3 separate regions of the Mus musculus genome follow, and regions 2 and 3 are each linked to region 1. The links are chromatin contacts, called in public promoter capture Hi-C maps. All regions are on one chromosome and are shown on one strand. Each heading gives the region's core, a stretch centred on a gene start, on an enhancer-like site or on the middle of the called end of the contact. The rest is flanking DNA. Distances are from core to core; before and after follow the strand shown. Region 1 holds the start of Ugt2b34 (UDP glucuronosyltransferase 2 family, polypeptide B34). Region 2 holds the start of Ugt2b38 (UDP glucuronosyltransferase 2 family, polypeptide B38). Region 3 has its middle 27 kb from the start of Ugt2a2.

Evidence for each region. Promoter capture Hi-C pulls out the DNA fragments that hold promoters and counts their contacts.
Region 2: a promoter capture Hi-C map of liver shows a contact between it and region 1, with 5 times the contacts expected there. The contact joins the promoter of Ugt2b38 here to the promoter of Ugt2b34 in region 1. A contact is called at or near these places in 12 of 39 promoter capture datasets (the C10 cell line, cranial neural crest, embryonic stem cells and 6 more) and 1 of 484 Hi-C or Micro-C datasets (cortical neurons).
Region 3: a contact with region 1 is called in a promoter capture Hi-C map of liver, with 5 times the contacts expected there. The contact joins the enhancer-like site here to the promoter of Ugt2b34 in region 1. A contact is called at or near these places in 9 of 39 promoter capture datasets (the 3T3-L1 cell line, cranial neural crest, embryonic stem cells and 5 more).

The regions. Positions count from the first base shown.
Region 1 is chr5:86,904,059-86,908,400 of GRCm38.p6, forward strand. It overlaps Ugt2b34 (UDP glucuronosyltransferase 2 family, polypeptide B34), which reads right to left and starts at 2,879. Exons shown (of 6, transcript NM_153598.2): 1 at 2,133-2,879; 2 at 199-347. The coding sequence starts at 2,862.
Region 2 is chr5:87,421,807-87,425,660 of GRCm38.p6, forward strand. It overlaps Ugt2b38 (UDP glucuronosyltransferase 2 family, polypeptide B38), which reads right to left and starts at 2,397. Exons shown (of 6, transcript NM_133894.2): 1 at 1,642-2,397. The coding sequence starts at 2,365.
Region 3 is chr5:87,452,982-87,456,802 of GRCm38.p6, forward strand. No RefSeq gene overlaps it. Among named protein-coding and RNA genes, the nearest start is that of Ugt2a2, 27 kb to the right of the region's middle. Within about 2 kb of position 2,275, at least 7 of the 459 cell types and tissues checked have an H3K27ac peak or open chromatin away from gene starts, as enhancers often do. A contact at or near this core is called in liver, where this site is marked.

The sequences.
Region 1 (4,342 bases), core at 1,629-4,128:
CCTCGGATATCCACAGGGTTCATAAACGAAATGCAGACTCTTGTGATGGAACAGATATAGGCCTTTCTGCTGGCTGTTGTCTTTACCTAAATTTCTGTGATGTTCTGAGTTTGACACAAAGACTCTGAAGGAATACAATCTAATCACTCATGTTCGAAATGCAAGGCACCAGAAGCAAGAAAACGGGAATATATTTACCTTAGGCAGGGGCTTGGCAGGTCTGCAGTGGAGGCCACCAATAAAATCAAAATTTGGTAAGACAGGATGAGGAAATTCTAAATCCCAGTAGGTCCTAATGAGCCATATGTCTGCTTTGGCCATAGTCTCTGAGAGTGTCGTGGGTCTTCCTGAAGAGGAGTCAGAGCAATGAAGATATAAGATATAACAAAATATCAGGTGAATATGACTATGCCTTCTGGAAGCACTTTTGTTTATGCAGCCAGAGATGTTTACAAGTGTGGGACTTTGTGTGAAAAAAAATATATGTGTGTGTATGTTTATGTATGTATGTATGTATGTATGTATGTATGTATGTATGTATGTATATAGATGTGTTTGAATGTGTGTAGTATTTGAAAACAAATTTGTAATATATATGCTTCTCATATGTATGCTTAGAGATATATAAATTCATTGTATGAGTATCTGTGAAAAGTTACCACAATTGTAACCTTGTTAATTTATGATCAATAAGTATCAAGATATGTTCTTGAAATACAGTCAAATACCATTATTTAGGAATCGTAACTTAGGGAAACACTTTTCCCTTTAACTCTAGATGTAGTTTGTTCTATGTAGCAGCTAGAACCTTGATGTGTGCTCCTATAAATGAACTGAGAATTTTGTGCTGTCTGGTTTTGAGACAGTTGGATGCAGCCTAGAGTGGTTCCTCAGTGACTAATGAAGCTACAGTGGACCCTGAATGCTAGATCCTCTTCCTCCTCACCTCAACTGCAGAGATGGAAGGTGTGTGCACCCCAGCCCAGTGCAAACATTTAAGGGGATTCTGTTTCAGCATTTCATTGAGACAGTGTCTTACTATATTACCCTGGTTTCCCTCAGAGAGAAATTTTTATTATGCCTGAGTTCTTTGATTTTGCTCTTGATTCATGACTGATTGTTTAATAATTTGGTATGTATAGATGTGTTTACAGATAATATGGATACATGCCTTAAAATATGGAGAGAGACATGTATGTTCAGTAAAACACTAAGTAATACCCAATATGTCTACATTTCAAGATTCTATGTTTGAAACACAATTTCAACTGACTCCAATAAATCAATTAGATTCCCCCATGTTTTGCATTCACATATTTCCTCTGTATAGAGCAGAGATAGAATATTCACAGCTGTGCAGAAGTTTAGTAGGTTAAAGGGGAAGATCTTTTAAATCATAAATAAAAAAATAATTTATATAAAAAGTCCTCCTTTGATTGTAAATAGAAAGATGATAGATAGATATTTACCTATGCTAGAAGTATGTATAATCCTCAGTGTATTTTATAAGTCATGAAGACTTTGCCTTTGTTTAAAGCATATGTTTTAGAGGCTGGTGTAACACATTAGAAGGTAAAGGTATTCCATGCAAGCTAAAGACTTGAGTTCAATCTCTATACAAGCGTAAACACCTAAATTGATCCCAAGAACATACATAGAGGTAGAAATAAGAACTCTTCAAAGTTTAATCTGGCCTCTACATAAGCAACCCAGAGCACAATCCCCCTTTCCCATGACACAAGTGTGCATGTTCATACACATGATAATAATAGCAATGAATATAATAAAGTGGCAAAGATATTAATGACAATGAAGGCACCAGTCAGGTAAAAGTGTTGCTTTAAAACACGAGGAAAAATGTCTTGGGCCTATGTAATTTCTTAGAGAAATAATCATAGTTTTGTTATGTGAGTGTGTGCTGACAATTCATAGACAAGGTTTTGCAACTGACACTGGAATACAAAGTTCTTTACAATGCTTGAATTTGACAGCTAATTTTCTAGTTTTCCCATCATTTTATTTAGGAGAGACAAATCATTCCCCTGTCAGACCTGTTCTTAGACATTCACATTCAATGACACAGCAAATTGAGAATCCAGCAATCCCACCAGGGCACTGAACAGGGCACTTACCTAATACTTCAGTATAAAGCTGATTCCAGTTCTTCTCATTAAATGTTTGGAACCAAAAGTCAAAACACAGCATATAGATGACATTTCTCACCCTCTCCATGAAAGTCATCCTGTCACTCAATTCTGACATAACAACAGGCACATAGGAAGGAGGCAGTGGGAGTCCCCCACTGTACTTCTCATAAGTGGAGCCAGGAAAGAAGCGGAGACTGTACACAAGGGGGATCTTGAGAACCTCAGCCAGCAGATCACCGCAGGGTATGAAGGGATCTGCCAGGATCACATCAAACCTTGATTTTTGTAGCTTTGTCATGAGTTCTTTGTTAAAAACTACATCTTTACAGAGACTTTCAAAATATTTTGAATCTACCCAAACCATTTCTTGCAACATTAAGAAGTATCCCCAAAATGACTGCTTTGGCAGCTCATAAATATATTTCTTGAGTGATTCCCAGAAAATTTCCTCTAACTCAGATAAGGAGTATGATGTAGGATAAGTCTCGAATTCAATAGCAGATGTGTTGTCAACCTCATAAGATAAGGATGCTGAAGGTCTCAGAACCATCACTTCATGACCCTTCTTCAGAAGCTCGTCTAGGATTGTCTTCAAGTTGAGCCAATGGCTGAACTCCATTGGCCACACCAGCACCTTCCCACCAGTCCCAGATCCAAAGAAGCCACTCAGCTGGAGCAGGAGCAGGAGCAGGGCTGCTGTCATTTTCACAGGCATCTTGGTTAACTTCAGGCCTGCCTTCCAAAGGATGATTGCTCAGCTCTTACAGATATAGAAAGAGCAGTAATCAGTCAGTTAAAGTGTAACTTGTACACACCAAAGCAAATAGAAATGGGAGTCACAGCCTCTGGAGGGCAAATGCCAAAACCTGGATGCAGATGTGAAAGTGGGAAATGACTCTGGATTCTCAGTGATCTTGAATGTATACTGTATTTGGAGAACAGTGAAAAGTAAGATCTCTCTTTCTCCCTTCCTTTCACTCTCTCTTTCTCCTAATGGAGCTTCTTTGATAAAGAATCTGAAGTAAAGGCAAACTGTCCAGTCACATTTTTATAAATACCATAGGTCAGTGTTTTGTCATATGAATATTGGCAACACTGACCAGTTACCATACTACTTAGTGATTTTAAGTATATGGCTCAGAGGTCTATAGTGTAATCTCAGAATTAAACACACTGCACTTACGTTTAGAGCATATTATAATCTAGATGGAAGCCCCATTCTTTTAGTCTTCCCATTAGCTCCATCTCTACCCCATCAAGAACCTGCTTACTTGTAACTAGTCAGCCTAGCAAAAGTGAAGAGATAAGGAGACATTTGTGTTTTCCTCTTTGACTCTCAGACTATTGAAAGACTTTCCCCAGTAACTTTCTGCTAGGAGAAGAAATGTTTGATCTCTGGGGACACCCAGAGGAGGAATTTGTATCCAGGAGGGCAATTTACAAGTTAGGGCAGGCTAACATTTCTGGTGACTAGGAGCTAAGTTAATGGTGGGCAAGGTCCCATGCCATTCCTGGAAAGCTTAGCTATGCAGATGCCTTGTAAGAATCCCAAAGATGGAATTAAGGGTGACTGGCTCCTTTTGTCTCTCTTCCTAAAGTGATCACACTGAATATATTCTGCATTTCACTATTAATTTGGCTCTTTTATGGATTTATTGAGCTAGGTTTGTTTGTAAGTGACAGCTTACACTCCCCTATATTGTTTTTCCTGCAGTGACCATGCCTTAGTCATCTTTATATAGAACAAAGTAATACTTAGTAAATGGTTTTTGAATGAATCCAAAAATCTAGTTCTCTAATTCTGCTTACAAGTAGCATAAAATTCTAAATGTAAAAACGGGACTGTCCTCTGATATCATAGCTATTTTAGACAGAACTTGATAGTTCCATACTAGAAATGGGAAGAGTGTCTCAAGGCATAGTGTGATTTTTAAATATTGAGGACAGTGGTTATTTTAAAATTTCTTTTTAATTAAGAAAACCCAGGATTTTCTTTTCCATGTTTTGAACCTGATGGCTGTATAACATTAAAAAACAGTTCAATGTTAACTAAGTTATATAAAAACAATTTTCTTTGACAGAGAAGCTTCAGTATTTAAATGAACAATAATAAATAACCAAATAACATAGATCAGCTTATTCAGCTGCTTCAATGTATATTTTACATTCAACCTCTCAACACTAGGTCTATGAAG
Region 2 (3,854 bases), core at 1,147-3,646, 520 kb after region 1:
ATATATTTCCTTAAAGACGTTGGAAGAATTTGTATTTGATATAGAACTTGTACATTTAAAATGTAATATTTTTATATGTAATATATCATAGATAATTGATTTGTGGATTAAAGATACCTGTTAATTTGTGTTTCTTTTCTTTCCTTTTTCTTTTTTCTTTTTCTTTCTTTTTTCTTTCTTTCCTTCTTTCTTTCTTTCTCTCTTTCTTTCTTTCCTTCCTTCCTTCCTTCCTTCCTTCCTTCCTTCCTTCCTTCCTTCTTTCTTTCTTTCTTTCTTTCTTTCTTTCTTTCTTTCTTTCTTTTTTTTTTTGAAACAGGGTTCCTCTGTATAACCCTGGCTGTCCTGCAACTCACTCTGTAGACCAGGCTGGCCTCAATCTTAGAAATCTGCCTGTCCCTGCGTGCTGGGATTAAAGGCATGTGCCACCATTGCCTGACCTTGTATTTACTTTTAAAGCAATATGTAAGAGTTATTTCATGTTTCCTCTGTAATTTAAAACTGTAAATAATTACAGAAATAACTCAACAAGCAAATATATAAAGCAGCACACATTTTTTTCTTCTCCAAATCTTCAAAAAAAAAAAAAAAAAAAAAACCAAAACTATGTAAATACAAACACACATTCCATGACCAAAACTCTCACCACCCTGAGTACCCTGACCAGAATTCCAAGGATCATGATAGTTTATAGCTATTTTCATTCCTTTCAGGGAGCTGTAAAGTTTATAAATGATTGAATTTGTGGTTAATGCTTCTATTATTTTTTATATTGAGTTATTTAATAGTACTTATACTATAAAGCAATCTCGATACATTCAGAATTATGAGAATAGAAATTTTTTGGCTAGTCTTACATGTGGTACATTTTTAAGAGCAAAAAGGTGACTTCAAAAAAGCACAGCATATGTGTCGATGCCTTTGTAAAATTTAGGCATTTGCAATTGAATTTAGGAAATGGCCCAATAAGCAAATGTGGGACTGGTAGAAATATCTGTTCCACTTTTAAACTTTGGAAATAATATAATGGTTTTCAAGATAAGGGGGATTTTTAAATGATAAACAAAGAAAATATTTTGTTTTATCTTTACATTTATATGTATGTGTATCTGCACAAGTATATATTGTTTATGCCAGTGTCTGTGGAGATGATAAATGGCAGCAGTTTCCTTGAAGCTGAAGATACAGGCAATTTTGAGCCACTGTACATGAGTGGTGCCTGGAAGAGTGCTCTGGTACTATACTATACAGAAACAATCTTAACTCTTTGGGCATGTTTTCTGACCCTACATTTTCATTTTAAATAAAGACCCAGGCCGAGGCAAGAGAAAATAACTCCTTCCATATATATATATTATAAAATATGTCATTAAATGAGTAAAGAATCACTTAGGGACCATCTAATTTCATCTCTATGTAATTGTATAGCTAACCAAAATGTCTTCTATCAGCACTGATACCGATACCTTCTCCTATTTGATCAAATATATGAGTTTTTACAAGAGCTTGTGAGTTTGATAGTTTATATCATTATACATTTGATCACTTATAAAAGACTCTTACACTTTCTATTTCATGGACATAAAGATTTCCATACTTGTGAAACTTAGGTATTCAAGCAACTTAGAAAAAAATTTAACTTACCCAAATATTCACTGTAAAATGAGTCCCATTTCTTATCATTAAACATCTGGAACCAAAAGTCAAAATAAAGCCTGCATATCATATTTTTTACTCTCTCTATGAATGTCATTTGTCCACCTAATCCTGACAGAATTACAGGTACATAAGAGGGAGGGAGTAGAAATCTCCCGCTGGACTTTTCAATTTGGTAGCCTGGAGAGAAGCGGATACTGTACAGAAAAGGAATCTGGAGCAGTTCAGCTATGAGCTCCCCACAGGAAGCAACAGGATCTGACAAAAGCACATCAAACTTGGATTCCTGTAGCTTTGTCATGAGCTCTTTGTTTGAAACAACATCTTTACAAAGACTTAGAAAATAATCAGAAAATTCATCAATCATATTTTGCAGTAAAGGAGAATATGACAAACATGTATCCCTTGGCATTTCATAAGTCCACACATCCACAAACTTAATGAAAAAATTTTCCAGATTGTCTTTACTGACAGATGTAGGAAAAGTTTCAAACTTAAGGCCAGGTGATTTTTTGGGATCAAGAACATAGTAAGCTGAAGGTCTCAGAACAGTGACTTCATGGCCTCTCTGTACCAGTTCATCCAGTATTATTTTTATGTTCATCCAATGACTGAATTCCATCGGCCACACCAACACTTTCCCACATTTCACAGATCTGAAGCAGCAACTTATCTGCAGCAGCAGCAGAGCAGAAATCCACTTTCCAGGCATCCTGAAAATCAAAATCCTTCTCTTCACAGTCCATTTACTTTTGTCACTGCTTGACCTTTTATCCAAGAAGCTTCAGCCCAGAGGTTAAACTATAACTTGCATTTCCCAGAGCTGATAATTAAATGACCAGAACTATGGTGATGGGAAAATAATTGAAGAATGATTTCAATTAATCCCTGTTTACATGAGAGTGATTCATGTCTCTTATGATGGCATGTTTTCAAATAGCCAAGAAATAATGATGTCATGTTCAATTATTAATGGTACGTAGATATTAAAATATTCTAAAATGTCTCATAAAACTAGTGACCTCATAATATGGCTGGTCTCTGAATTCTCCTCTATATGACCTTGAAAACATATTAATTTACATAGTTAAATGTCATGATGATTCTTCCCTTTCCTTTAATGTGACCAATTATTCTGATTCAATCATGGACTGTTCTAATAATCAATCCAATATTAGAAATAACAGTCTTCATTTAAAAGGCTGGTTCTAGACATTTTAAGAGACATATGGACCTGGAGGGCATCATCTTGAGTGAGGTAACCCAATCACAAAATATGTACTCACTGATAAGTGGATATTAGCCCAGAAACCTAGAATACACAAGATAGAAGATACAATTTGCAAAACACATGAAACTCAAGAAGAACGAAGACCAAGGTGTGGACACTTTGTCCCTTCTTAGAATTGGGAACAAAACATCCATGGAAGGAGTTACATAGACAAAATTTGGAGCTGAGTCAAAAGGATGGTCCATCTAGAGACTGCCATATCCGAGGATCCATCCCATAATCAGCTTCCAAACGCTGACACCATTGCATACACTAGCAAGATTTTGCTGAAAGGACCTAGACATAGCTGTCTCTTGTGAGACTATGCTGGGGCCTAGCAAACACAGAAGTGGATGCTCACAGTCAGCTATTGGATGGATCACAGGGCCCCCAATGGGGGAGCTAGAGAAAGTAAGCAAGGACCTAAAGGGATCTGCAACCCTATAAGTGGAACAACAATATGAACTAATCAGTACCCCCCGGAGCTCATGTCTCTAGCTGCATATATATCAGAAGATGGCCTAGTCGGCCATCAGTGGAAAGAGAGGCCCATTGGTCAGTCGTGCAAACTTTATATGTCTCAGTACAGGGGAATGCCAGGGCCAAGAAGTGGGAGTGGGAGGGTGGGGGAGTGGGTCAGGGAGCGTGTGGGGGACTTTTGGGATAGCATTGGAAATGTAACTGAAATAAATACCTAATTTAAAAAAATACCTTATATTGAGTTCAGTATATATTCTTGCTTGCTATTATAATTGACATTATTTTATTAATTGTTGTGTTTCCATTTATCTTTAGAGATCTTCTGAGATAGAGGTGGAACATTCTGAAATTTCATCTAAAAAGTATAAAGAGGGCAAATGCCACACCCACTCCAGTGAAGACTGCATGGCAGCCCCAAGGCAAAAAAGTTTCACTGAAACTTAGTCTCCTG
Region 3 (3,821 bases), core at 1,025-3,524, 550 kb after region 1:
CTAACCCTCTTTTAGCCCCAGCCTGTCTCCCTGGTGTACCCTGTCCAAGTAGGCTGCAGGCCGGCATACAACAATCACCCAGCTCAGATTTTGCCATGGAAGGCATTACCTCTGGACCAAATCACTCAGTTCCTTGGAGCCACTGCTGAGCCCTGAACACTTTTGACCCTTGAGCATCTTTACTGAAGTTGCCCACAGACAATCTTGGTTCTTCTGCAAACAAGTATAAGCCTTTATTTCAATTCTTTGGCTAAGAGACCAAGAACCTAAAAACACCCGGGCAATAAGTACCAGAAGTTCCAGCAAATCCAACTATAATGAGGAGACATAATGTGGTACAAATTTCCTATTAGGTCAATAAGACCTCAGCTCCACAGGCCTTTGCATAGTCCAGGGGAGGGCATGAAAAGAGAAGCTGTGGTGGGTGGGTATCCAGAATCAGTATTAGCCATAGCTGATGACTGTCGAGATGGATGGTGAAGGGACTTTACATACTTTACTTTTGTATGTTTGAAATTTTATAATAAAAACACTTCAAACCAACACCTCGACAGGCAGGCAGTAAAGCACGGAAAAAGTCAATTCTGGAATCCAGGTGATGAAAATATGGGTGTTTGCTGTAGAAATTCTTCCAAATCTATTTCATATTTAAACATTTACATAAGATGTTCCTGACCCTACACTCTACAAAAGATTGTTAAACAATTTAAAGAGTATACCATTTGTGTGCTAAAAATATTCCCCCTACTGAACCCAACATCCATCAAAAAGGAACAAAATGTAAGGAATTATTTTTATTTGAACACTAAGAAACAAAATTCATTCAGATGGCTAAAGCTTAAAGTAACAATAAAGTTTTACTAGTGCTTCTGGATACGCAATTTGGCATGGTGGAGGCATAACACAGTGAAATAAAAAATTATAGAGATAACTAAATTCTTGTCCAAAAATATTATTATGATAGTTTGGAGAACCAGTCTCTACTCATACTGATTGAGTAGCTGCGTATTCATTCTCCTTCTTATCTTTCATTTCTTTTTCTTATCCTTCTTCATCCTCATCCTCCTTTCCTTCTTCCTCCTCCCCTTATTTCTCTCATTCACCTCCTCCTTCTCCCTCCTTTTTCTCTTCCTCTTTCATTTTGTGATACATGGTCTCATGTGTTCCAGTCTTACTAACTTCTAACTGCCTAGAATCAGATACTGTCCTTACAATATTTATTATTTCCCTCTTGCCTTTTTTTCTTTGATTATAACAAGGTATCCTCTTCCCTCCCCATCTTTCTGTGTCGCCAATTGCTTTTTAAGTAAGAAAAAAATTATATTTTAATATATGTTTACATCTTGGGATACAACTATAATTCAAAGCACAGTAAGACCTAAAATTTACCCTAGTTTAAATAAATATTTTTTGTGTTAGATAATACCTGTTTAAGGCATGATTTCTTTGCAAACACCACAAAGATTGAGCTTCCCATGACACGTGCTTATTCATATATATATATATATATCTTTACTTAGAATTCTTTTTTCCAGTGTCAAGGGTTTCTCTCAGATGGGTATTTGTCATGCATGAGGTTCATTGTAAGGACAGAACCATCTATCCCTACATCTACTTTTATATCTCCCTACTACCAATGTTGACAAGGCACATTCTTTATTCTCTTTTTTCTGTTAACATAGTAGAAAGAATACTTGGTTTGAGAGTAGGTGAACCTTAGTCTGCCTTTAAATGATTCTTTTTACCCCAAGAATGAAGAGAAAGATTGCATGAGTAGCATAGGCTGCATGCTATTTTTCTATTATGGGTATTAGTTCAATATTACTGGCTAATGAGGTCATTGATAAAAATCAAACTTCTTGAAATATTTTTAATATGTACAGTGACCTCAAATTATCAAGGAAAAGACAGAATCTTGGGTTCTTTGTATTCTTGTTTGCAGCATCATAATAATGCTAAAATTTTATGCTGGGTACATATTGTCAAATCAATGTCATTGTCAAAGTCATGGTCAATTAAAAGCATAGTCTGTACTATTATAGCATCCATTATATTCATTTTTCTTTTTAAACTTGCAAAATAAGTTAAAAGTTATATAGACACATTATTTTTCAAAAGAGAGTTTCTCTAATCAGACCTTTATATACTTTAAAAGTTTGAGTAATAGTGGCCTCGCAAAGGTACATTTTAATTAATTCTTTGTGGAAACTATGCAGAGTCTGATGTAATTATGATGAACTTTTTCTGTTCTGTAACTAACCATTGACCCCAGAGAAAACATTACCACATTCTGCTCTAGAGCTCTCAATAAAGCCATTCACTTTCTGTGAAGACAGATTTTATTATATAAAAAAAGAGCAACATCAGAGAAAACAGGAGTGTAATTGTTATGAAAAATAGCTAGGAGAAAAATATTGAAAATTATCGGGTACATGTGTGGTAAGTGTCTTCATCCTTGTACTCTTTTCTCACTCTCAAAACAACTCTATTTGAGCTGTCAGCACAAGTTCTTTGTAGTTTCTATGTTGGAGTTCTCTGTTTGTATCTCAATTTCATTAAAATTGTTCATCACAGAGTTAAGAAGCAAAGATCCAAATCAGATAAAGGAGTTTACTCAACATTTCTTTGTATTCAGTATAGCTCTACTTCATCTATTGAAGTGATAATCTGTGTTTCTGACTCACTGTAGTCACAGGGTTTTACTATAGCATTTGGACACTCTCTCATCTAAGATTAGCATGTCAGGTATATGACTATGTTCTTATTTATTAACTATGTCATCAATTGCCTAGTGGGTACCAAGGTCTCCAATGTGTTCTTTGCTCAGAAGATTCTTGGTTGTCCAGCAATCATACACAGGCTTTTAAAAAATATATTGTTAGATATAATCAGTGTGTCTAACAATCAAGATAAAGGAAATTTGTCAACAAACACAATACACAAGACTCTTGTTTTCCATAATATGCATTTCATAGATTGAGCGTTGTATCTACTGTTAGGCAGATTAGATAAGTTATTTGCCTTTTTGCTGTCAATCTCCTTTTTTCTGACCTTCTAGAAAATTGTATAATTCATGTTGCAATAGAGCTATGATGACCAGAATGGAGAATTTCTTAACTCCACATTAGATTCATCTACCAAGTTTAACCTTTTCTCTGAAACTGGTACACAATTACTGTGTTAATAGCACCTATGTCCAAGCAGCTCTCTAATATGGTACTGATTCCTGAAGTAAGGCAGCCAAATATTAGGTGATGAAAGATGCATTCTTTAATGTTGAGCATTTAAGGTTTTGATAAGGACATTACGAAGGGCGATTCCTGGCTTGGAGAGGGGTTCCTAAGAAGGTGTGTTTGAGAGTAGTAAAAGAATGACTGGAAGTCAATCATGGGTGCAACCTGAAAGCTCTGTGTTCTGCTTTAGCTGGCTCTCCAGAGAGCTGTGTAGATAGTTCAGCTATTGCAGATAAAAGTCCAATCATTTCTTGACTTAATTATTCAACCATTAACCCAGGTTCTCTTTCGATTATTCCACAAATCAGCATTTTATGACTTTAGTCCCTTGATTCAGAGAATCAGCAAGTACTTTTTTTTAAAGATAACAAATGTTCTCAGAGATCTGCCTGACTTTGTAAGCAGAAATAATAAGTTTAGCTATATATAGTCCTATCCTGAAATTACCATTACCACCCTGCCTGAACCTAAAGTCACTCTGTTCTAGGATGACCTTGAACTGAGGAATCTGCCTGCCTGTGTAAGCACAAACAATATATGTAGCTGGGTGGGATGTTTCCCTGAAATTGCCAGTCCCTTAATCTCTTT